3 separate regions of the Mus musculus genome follow, and all the other regions are linked to region 3. The links are chromatin contacts, called in public HiChIP or PLAC-seq and promoter capture Hi-C maps. All regions are on one chromosome and are shown on one strand. Each heading gives the region's core, a stretch centred on a gene start, on an enhancer-like site or on the middle of the called end of the contact. The rest is flanking DNA. Distances are from core to core; before and after follow the strand shown. Region 1 overlaps Axdnd1 (axonemal dynein light chain domain containing 1). Region 2 has its middle 10 kb from the start of Gm39683. Region 3 holds the start of Abl2 (v-abl Abelson murine leukemia viral oncogene 2 (arg, Abelson-related gene)).

Evidence for each region. Promoter capture Hi-C pulls out the DNA fragments that hold promoters and counts their contacts. HiChIP or PLAC-seq counts read pairs in DNA pulled down with a chosen protein or histone mark.
Region 1: a promoter capture Hi-C map of the HPC-7 cell line shows a contact between it and region 3, with 2.3 times the contacts expected there. The contact joins the enhancer-like site here to the promoter of Abl2 in region 3. A contact is called at or near these places in 12 of 39 promoter capture datasets (the 3T3-L1 cell line, the C10 cell line, the HPC-7 cell line and 8 more), 2 of 15 datasets of contacts at CTCF or cohesin (pro-B cells and stem cell-derived epiblast-like cells), 66 of 484 Hi-C or Micro-C datasets (the AML12 cell line, B cells, the C2C12 cell line and 43 more), 7 of 115 datasets of contacts at active chromatin or transcription factors (bone marrow-derived dendritic cells, bone marrow-derived macrophages, effector CD8 T cells and 4 more) and 3 of 9 other capture datasets (adipose tissue, liver and pancreatic islet).
Region 2: an HNF4G HiChIP or PLAC-seq map of pancreatic cancer cells shows a contact between it and region 3. The contact joins the enhancer-like site here to the promoter of Abl2 in region 3. A contact is called at or near these places in 2 of 39 promoter capture datasets (the HPC-7 cell line and pre-B cells), 2 of 484 Hi-C or Micro-C datasets (CD4 T cells and regulatory T cells), 1 of 115 datasets of contacts at active chromatin or transcription factors (pancreatic cancer cells) and 1 of 9 other capture datasets (adipose tissue).

The regions. Positions count from the first base shown.
Region 1 is chr1:156,406,916-156,409,615 of GRCm38.p6, forward strand. The region is part of intron 4 of Axdnd1 (axonemal dynein light chain domain containing 1); the gene reads right to left. Among named protein-coding and RNA genes, the nearest start is that of Axdnd1, 13 kb to the right of the region's middle. Within about 2 kb of position 1,311, at least 43 of the 459 cell types and tissues checked have an H3K27ac peak or open chromatin away from gene starts, as enhancers often do. A contact at or near this core is called in the C2C12 cell line, CD4 single positive thymocytes, CD8 T cells and 10 more, where this site is marked.
Region 2 is chr1:156,733,095-156,735,801 of GRCm38.p6, forward strand. No RefSeq gene overlaps it. Among named protein-coding and RNA genes, the nearest start is that of Gm39683, 10 kb to the right of the region's middle. Within about 2 kb of position 1,442, at least 36 of the 459 cell types and tissues checked have an H3K27ac peak or open chromatin away from gene starts, as enhancers often do. A contact at or near this core is called in the HPC-7 cell line and pancreatic cancer cells, where this site is marked.
Region 3 is chr1:156,557,477-156,560,176 of GRCm38.p6, forward strand. It overlaps Abl2 (v-abl Abelson murine leukemia viral oncogene 2 (arg, Abelson-related gene)), which reads left to right and starts at 1,311. Exons shown (of 12, transcript NM_009595.3): 1 at 1,311-1,729. The coding sequence starts at 1,573.

The sequences.
Region 1 (2,700 bases), core at 61-2,560, 150 kb before region 3:
GGACTAACAGAACAAAGCCAAATGGCACGTGTATGAAAACATCCTAATGAGCATGGGATGCTAGCACACACCTTTAGTCTCAGCACCCAAGAGACACAGACAGGTGGATCCTTGCCTGAGGCCAGCCAAAGCTACAAAGTGAGTGAGTCTCTCTCTCTCTCTCTCTCTTTCTTTCTCTCTCTCTCTCTCTCTCTCTCTATATATATATATATATATATATACACACACACACACACACACATACACATATACAGAAAAGAAGAAAAATTAAGAAAAGAAAATGTCATGTTGAAATTTAATAAAAGAAAGGTTTTCCTTTGCTCACAGAAAGTGTGTGTGAAGTCTTTGTGAAGCTGGCCATGTGAATGCTGTGTCTATGTCAAGGAAAAGCAGGCATTTTATATCCTCCCTCTCTTTTTATGTAAATATATACAATTATACACAATTCTACATCTACTACATTCTTACTTAGGCAAGGTAGGTATGCCTTTAATCTCAGAACTTGGGAGGCAGAAGCAGGCAGACCTGTGTGAGTTCAAGACCAGCCTGGTCTACACAGTAAGCTCCAGGTTAGCAAAAGCTAGGCAATAAGACCATATCTCAAAAAATATTTCATTACTTTATTGTTGGTTGGGATGTGTATTTCTGGGAGGGGTGTGTAAATATAGGCACAGATAGATATACCACAGCGCTCATTTGGCAGTTGGAGGGCAATTTGGGGAAGTTGGGATTAGGGATGGAGCCAAGAGTGAGAGAAAGAGTGCCAGTTTATCAGGTTATACGGGTGTTTATTCATAAACAACAATAAAACAAATAGAAAGTGAAATGGGATTGCATTCATTCACACACTCACTTCACTCTCCTCCGGTCTGGCATATGTCGTAGCCTGGCTCTGATGGCTGCGCAGGCAAGGCCCTCGGCATTTCATGCTGTGCTTTGGAGCTTCTGGACACACCAGCCCCAAGAAGGTAATAATAGGAACCAGAGCATATACCCCACAGGAACTTAATGAAATTAGAAAAAAATTATGCCCAAAATGGCATGAAGGATGCATATGCTACATAGTGAAACTGTGGGAGAAGGGAGCAGATATAATAATGTTACCAGATCAAGAGATGTTGGGAACCGTCTCCTAGGAGAAAGGGGCTATCAACTCTGCAGCCATCTCCCGCCCTTTACTTGCAGGCTGGTATTTTTCCACCCTGCCAAGAGACTTGTTTCCTAGCATGCGGTTTTTGCAAGCAGCCCACCACAGCTGAGCACACTCTGATAACATCTCATTCTTTTCAGACATTTCCTGGACTTGCAGTTTAGTGCCCCCAGCTGCTAGTCACTTGTGGTTTAGTGTCTCCAGCTGCACTCATAAGGCTTAGCTTATGCTTATGTGCCCTTAATTGTTTTTCAATAAATGGGACTTGACCAGCAACCTGTCTTGCCTCCATTCTTCAAGTCTCTTGCCCCTTCCATACCACTCTCTCTCTCTTGCAGACCCCGTTGACTGATCTGCCGGCCAGGTCAAAGAGATGCACAAAATTAGAAATGTCATGGGAAAATCCCACCGTATCAGAAGCTCTGGAACATGAGTTAGACAGCTCCAGGGGAGATACACATTCACTGCTTGATTGGATAGCTGCAGCTTGGAGATAGGCATTCCCCTTCTTAGATGTAACTCAGTTGGAGGCCTCAGCAAAATGGAATCGTTTACAGAAAGCAATTCAGTTAGCAAGGAAATTAGGAGTACTCCACTTCAGCTACAACCAGGTTCCTGACCCACAGGCAGCACCTGTGGCCTCCCCCTGCCTTGAAGGAGGCTGATTCAGACCTTGCTGCTACTGAGAATGAGACCACCTGGGGTGGAGCCTTCTGACCTAGATGGCTTTATTTTTCTGTCACCTGCCGCTGCTCTTCTCCAAGAAGCACTACGCTGAGAGGCTGAACCTGTCTTCCTGAGATGTTCCTGAGATAGCCAACAACCTGTGGACTTGGCGACCTAATGCTAAAAGCTCTGACAGACTACTTAGCAACAAAGCATCAAGAAGCCTGGTGTGGCAGGAGATGGGCCTCCCCCCTTTATAAGCACAGACTCTTAGTAAACTTTGGGCCTTGATCAGAAATCTGTCTTGGTCTCGTTATTCCTCTCATACTCTCCCATACAGCTCTGGCCTCCCACTCAGGAGCCCAGTTAGTGTGGCCGCAGGCGGCTACACGCACCAAGGTTGGCCCAGTTTAGGAAAATCCGGTAAAGAAGCTCCACAACATCCAGGGATGACCCCAGCTGGACCACTGCAAGGATGCCAAGTGCGGCAGATGCCATGGACTTCTTAGAATCATGCAGAGAGTTAGACTCAGAGAAGGTTATACTAAAGTACCTACCCATTAAAGTAAGAAATATAATGGAGTAAAGAGACGGTTCAAATATAAATATATATATAAATATTTATATACATATTTATATATACATGTATGTGTATATGTCTATGTGTGTGCATATATATGTATATGTGTGTGGTGTGGTGTGTGTGTGTGTATATATATATATATATATATATATATATATATGTATATATATCCATTTGGAAGACAGAATACCAACCTCCCAGTTAGCTCAGGACCAAGCCAACCATGGAATCCCACCAGACTCTTGTTTGGACAAGCTCCTCACAGACCTTTTTTTTTTTTTTTAGGGCAGGGGGGACCCAA
Region 2 (2,707 bases), core at 192-2,691, 180 kb after region 3:
CACTCCCAAGGGCTCCTAAAGAATTCATAAACAACTGGAATTATCTGCTTTGCTTTGGTGTCCCACACAGCTGTCAAGGATAGCGCATTCAAAGGACCAGCTAAGCAGCAGCGGACCAAGGAAATGGAATGCTAGTTATTTTCAACATGTTCAGAATGTCATATGTCAGTGTGTGTGTGTGTACATGAGTGTAGGTATATGTGTAGGTGTGTATATATCTGTGTGTCTGTGTAGGGGTGTGTGTGTACGCGGGTGTGCATGTGTGTGTGTATGTAGGTGCGTATGTGTATGTGGGGGGCATGTCTGCCGTGACACATGTCTGGAGGCCAGAGCACAATTTTCTGGACTTTGTTCTCTCCTCACCGTTGAGAGGATCCGGGGATTGAACTCAGATCCTCAGGTCTGCGTCCTCACCCACTGAGCCATCTTACTGGCCCTCTCTTTTCCCTTTGTTGCATTTTACATCTAATTTTGTTTTTGATCTGTGGAAGAAATCCATTACAGGTTTCTCTAGCGTACAAAGGAATAGTATGTACAAGCGAATTTCCGCCTTGAACTCATTTCCGTCGCCGTTACACACAGTGTTTCTGTGTCCCTCTTCAGAGCTGAGTGGACCTCATTCAGGATCATGTCCTAAATTCTGCTGGGTGTGATGTGATGTGATCCTCTGACTCCAGTGCCAAGAAGGAGGGCAGCTCTCTCCACCTCAGGTTATAAAATGCGCCAAACAATGATGTAATGGCACAGAAATAAATATGGGATTCTCAATGAAACGCTAAGCACCGGAGAAACTCACACAGAAACTGAAAACAGTTTTGAAACCTTTCAGTCCTACCTTCCTCCACTCACAAACACAGACAGGCAATTCACAAGTAAACTCAAATTTTTCAACAGCCGATGGTTTGTAGCCATGAAAGAAAAAAAAAAAAAAAAAAACAACCACCCACAAGTCAAACACTGCCTACAGAGCCTTTCCTTGTCCTTGTCAGAGCTCAAAGAAGGTCCTCCAGCAACACAAACCTCTGAGGTTGAGGGCTGCAGGGACCAGGGCGGTCCAGGACAGAGTTCCTTTCATGAAGCAGAGTGAAGACTGAGTTTATTCATGGGATTTGGGGGTGGTTGAACTTCGTGCTCTCCAGGGCCCCATCTGCAGTCCTGGAAGAGGCTGGGCCCTGAGGGCTTACTCACCCTCTGGAGAGCAATATGGGGTGTGGTTGTGAACCCCAGCATCCGCTATGGGAGGTGCTCAGATGGGAGCTCTGATCCTGGGTCTCTGTGGCTGCTCCAACATTTGTCACTTGTGTCTGAGCTGATGCCAACTTTCAAGGACCCCAGACCAGCAGGAGCTAGACACCAAATCCAGTCTCGCTATAACCTTTATGCCACTCTCTCATGAAACAAACACCCAGGTCCCAGCTACACGGTGCCAGCAGAGGAGAGGCTAGGAGAGCCTGCCAGGTGGGAATGGGGCAGGCAGGGCGTCTGGGAGGAGGCATCTTCTTAGAGAGAGGGAAGTGCTCTCCAGTGACATTTTAATTTATGTCCTGCGTGTACGACTGAGAACATGCCAGTTTCCACATAACTCCATCTCTCATCAACTAAAATGTTCCTCTTTTTCTTTTTCTGCTATGTATGAGGGGGGCATGTTCCTGTGTGTTTGTGTAGAGGGCAGAGGTTAATGTTGGGCGTCTGTATCTCTCTACCTTAGTTTCTGAGACAGTCTCTCACAGGACACGGAGTTCAGCGATTGGCTAGTCTGACCAGTGAGTCCTGATATCTGCCTGTCTCTGTTCCCCATGCTAAGCTTTTTAGGTTGGTGTGGGGGATCTGAACTCAGGTCCTCATGCTGGCATTTTGCCCATGCAGCCATTTCCCCAGCCTCTGCTCTTATTTTCTTATCCTGTGGGGTCAGAGGTGACACACATATAGAGCTGTGACAGATATCAGGATCCTCTCAGTAGGTGTTGTGTATACAAAGTGTGGCATCCACACTGCAGTACCAGAGTGCTACTCTGTCTTAGTCAGGGTTTCTATTTCTGCACAAACATCATGACCAAGAAGCAAGTTGGGGAGGAAAGGGTTTATTTGGCTTACACTTCCATGTTGCTGTTCATCACCAAAGGAAGTCAGGACTGGAACTCAAGCAGGTCAGAAAGCAGGAGCTGATGCAGAAGCCATGGAGGGATGTTCTTTACTGGCTTGCTCAGCCTGCTCTCTTATAGAACCAAGACTACCAGCCCAGAGATGGTCCCACCCACAAGGGGCCTTTCCCCCTTGATCACTAATTAAGAAAATGCCTTACAGTTGGATCTTATGGAGGCATTTCCTCAACTGAAGCTCCTTTCTCTGTGATAACTCCAGCTGTGTCAAGTTGACACAAAACTAGCCAGTACACACTCTAACAGCCCTTCTGTGTTTATTGAGCACCTACAGAGAGCAGGTCACAGGCTCTGGGTCCTTGTTCTTGGGACTCACAAGGCAGTAGGAGCCTGGTAGTAGGCTACTTCAGATGACAGTATTTTAAAATAAGAGTATCCTCTGTGGTGTTTTCATTTGCTAGATCTGGTAAGTCTACCCAGGACACCATTAAGAATACAAAGTATGGAGTTCATAACTAGGGACTCTTGTCGTTTCTTCCTTTCTGACTCTTTCCAGGCCTTCAAGATGTTGAAGTAAGGACATGGGGTGGGTCCCCTGGAGTGACATT
Region 3 (2,700 bases), core at 61-2,560:
AGCTGCTTGTGTGGGTCCTAGGCAGCAAGTTCAGGTGGTCAGGCTTGCAGTGCAAGTCTTCTTTGTCATTAACCCATCTTTCCCCAGCTCCTAAGGCTCTTTAATAGTGAATATCAAAATCAGCTGGAGTGGGGGGCGGTAGTAGCAAGTGGTAGAGCACTCACCTGGAACTCAAGGTCCTGAGTTTGAGTCTCACCCACATGCACTTGTGATCTTACACCATTCTACAAAAGACATGTATGGGGAATTATATCTATTTTGCTAATTCTTTTCTTCCCCAGGGTGGTTTTCCTTGGTTTAAGCAATGGCTCCAGTCCTCATGGCACATAGGGTGTACATCTATAAAAATAGCTTCTCTTCTGTCCATTTCTCTATTTAGACCCCAGACGGTGAAGATGAGTAAGTTTTGACTCAGAAACAAGGTCAAAGTGATTTATCTTTTCCTTGCCAAAAAGGAGGGCCCAACCTGCACTGAGAGGAAAGCATGTCTGTGAGAAGAGTCGCTTTACTGTCAGGCATTTTATTTATTTATTTATTTTAAAGATTCATTTATTTATTATATGTTAGTACACTGTAGCTGACTTCAGACACTCCAGAAGAAGGCATCAGATTTTGTTACAGATGGTTGTGAGCCACCATGTGGTTGCTGGGATTTGAACTCGGGACCTTTAGGAAGAGCAGTCGGCGCTCTTAATCACTGAGCCATCTCACCAGCGCCCCACCAGGCGTTTTAAAGTAAACAGAAACACATGCGGGTAGGTCGATGGTGGAAGAGTTCAAGAGAAATCCACGGTAGTATGAAGAATTGAGTTCTAACCGCTTTGCCAATAAGACGGCAAAGTGCACATCAAGAAATAATTCACCGAATTAAGTTAACCCCGCACTTGACCATCTCCCCGTGAATTCTGTACCATTCCAAACTTCATTCTGGGCCCAATGCTAAGTGTGTGTGAAGGGCTCCTCAATTGAATGGCAGCGAAGCCCAGGGATCAGGAGCCTCAGCTGTTTGGTGCTGAGCTGCGCGGCGCACGTGGTGGCTTCTCAGCCTCTTCTGATTTGACAGGTGGAGGTGGGACGGGAAAGGCCGGGCGCCCACAGTCCTCCAAGTGGGGCAGTGTGTGGAGCCGAACGTGGGTGAAGGTAGCAGTAAAAGCACTCGAGGGCCCTCGAAAGCTTCGCTGACCCTGTGGGCCCCGGCTTCCACCCAGCGGGGCGCGGCGCGGGGCGGGGCTCCGCCGAGCTCCGCCCACCGAGTAGCGGAGGTGCTTGGGCGAGAGGGGGGCGGGAGACGCTCTGTCCCACGCTCGCCCTGTGCTCGGTGGTTTAAAGATGGCGGCGGCGGCTGGGGCGAGGAGCCGCCGGAGGGGGAGGGAGAAGGAGAGTCTGTGAGTCGCTGGGAGGCAGCGCGGCAGCGGCTCCGAGGAGTCCGCGTGGGAGCCGCCGGCAACTCCGGCCCAGAGGGCCTGGGCTTGGGCCGGAGAGACCGGAGCGGCGCCAGGAGCTCCGGAGGCCGGAGCAGAGGAGGAATGTGAGCAAGGGTCGGCGGGGGCGCGGGAGTACGCGAGCGGCGGGATGGGGCAGCAGGTGGGCCGCGTCGGGGAGGCTCCGGGGCTCCAGCAGCCGCAGCCGCGCGGGATCCGGGGCAGCAGCGCAGCCAGGCCCTCGGGCCGCAGGCGGGACCCGGCGGGGCGTACCGCAGACGCCGGCTTCAACGTCTTCACCCAGCACGGTGAGTGTGTCCGGAGCCGGTGGAGGGCATGAGGGAGGCCGGGGAGGGGTGGGGTGGGGTCGGGGCGAGGTGCGAGGCGGATGGGCAGCCTTCGGGGGGCGAGGGCTGGAGGGGTGCCCGCGAGTGGGGGCGGAATCGGCTGCCATCTGGGCCAGTCACGGGAGGCGAGGCACACCCCTCCCCCCGCCTGGCTGGCAGCGTCTGGGGGCGGCGGCGGCGGCGAGCACGAACCGGGGTCTTAGGGACCCAGGCTTGACTGTCCTGCTATCCTGGGACAGGACGGGGCGACTGTGGAACTGTGGATGGTATCCCCAGGGAGGGAAGGATGAAGGCAGGTATGAGCTCAGGTTCAGGAGGTGGGAGGATAAACCGGTTGTGAACGACGGGAACGAGTCGTGCCCTGAGGAATTGGGAAATAGGTACTGAATCTTTAAGAGATTGTGGTGGCATATTCGGTATGTGCTTTATGAACCAGGCGGTGAGCAGTGTCAGAATGGTGAACTGTGAAACCCTTTTCCGTATCTTTTTACTTTCAACAGAGTATTTTCTCCAAACTAGAAATGAAAGGCTTTGCCAAACCACCCTGTTCTGCCTATCCGAGTAGGACACAGGATTCTGAGATGGCTGGCGGGGCTGTCGATGGGTGGGCATGGTTAGGGCTTCCTTCCATGTGGTCTGAACATGAGTTTTTCTTTGAGCTGCATTGGTGTATACATATGTGCTCCGCATAGTCTGGGACTTACTCGGTGTCATATTCTTCAGAAGGGCTGTTTCTAAACTATTTAAAATTATATTTATTTTGTGTGTATGTGTATGTGCGCACACACCCATGTATGCAGAGGTCAGGAGACAACTTGGGGAGTCATTTCTCCCAGGTATTAAACTCTTTATCAGGCTTGGGGGCAAGTGCCTGAACTCTAGTAAATACAAATTTTGAGCACATACTCTTAATTTGTGTGTCTTTATTAATA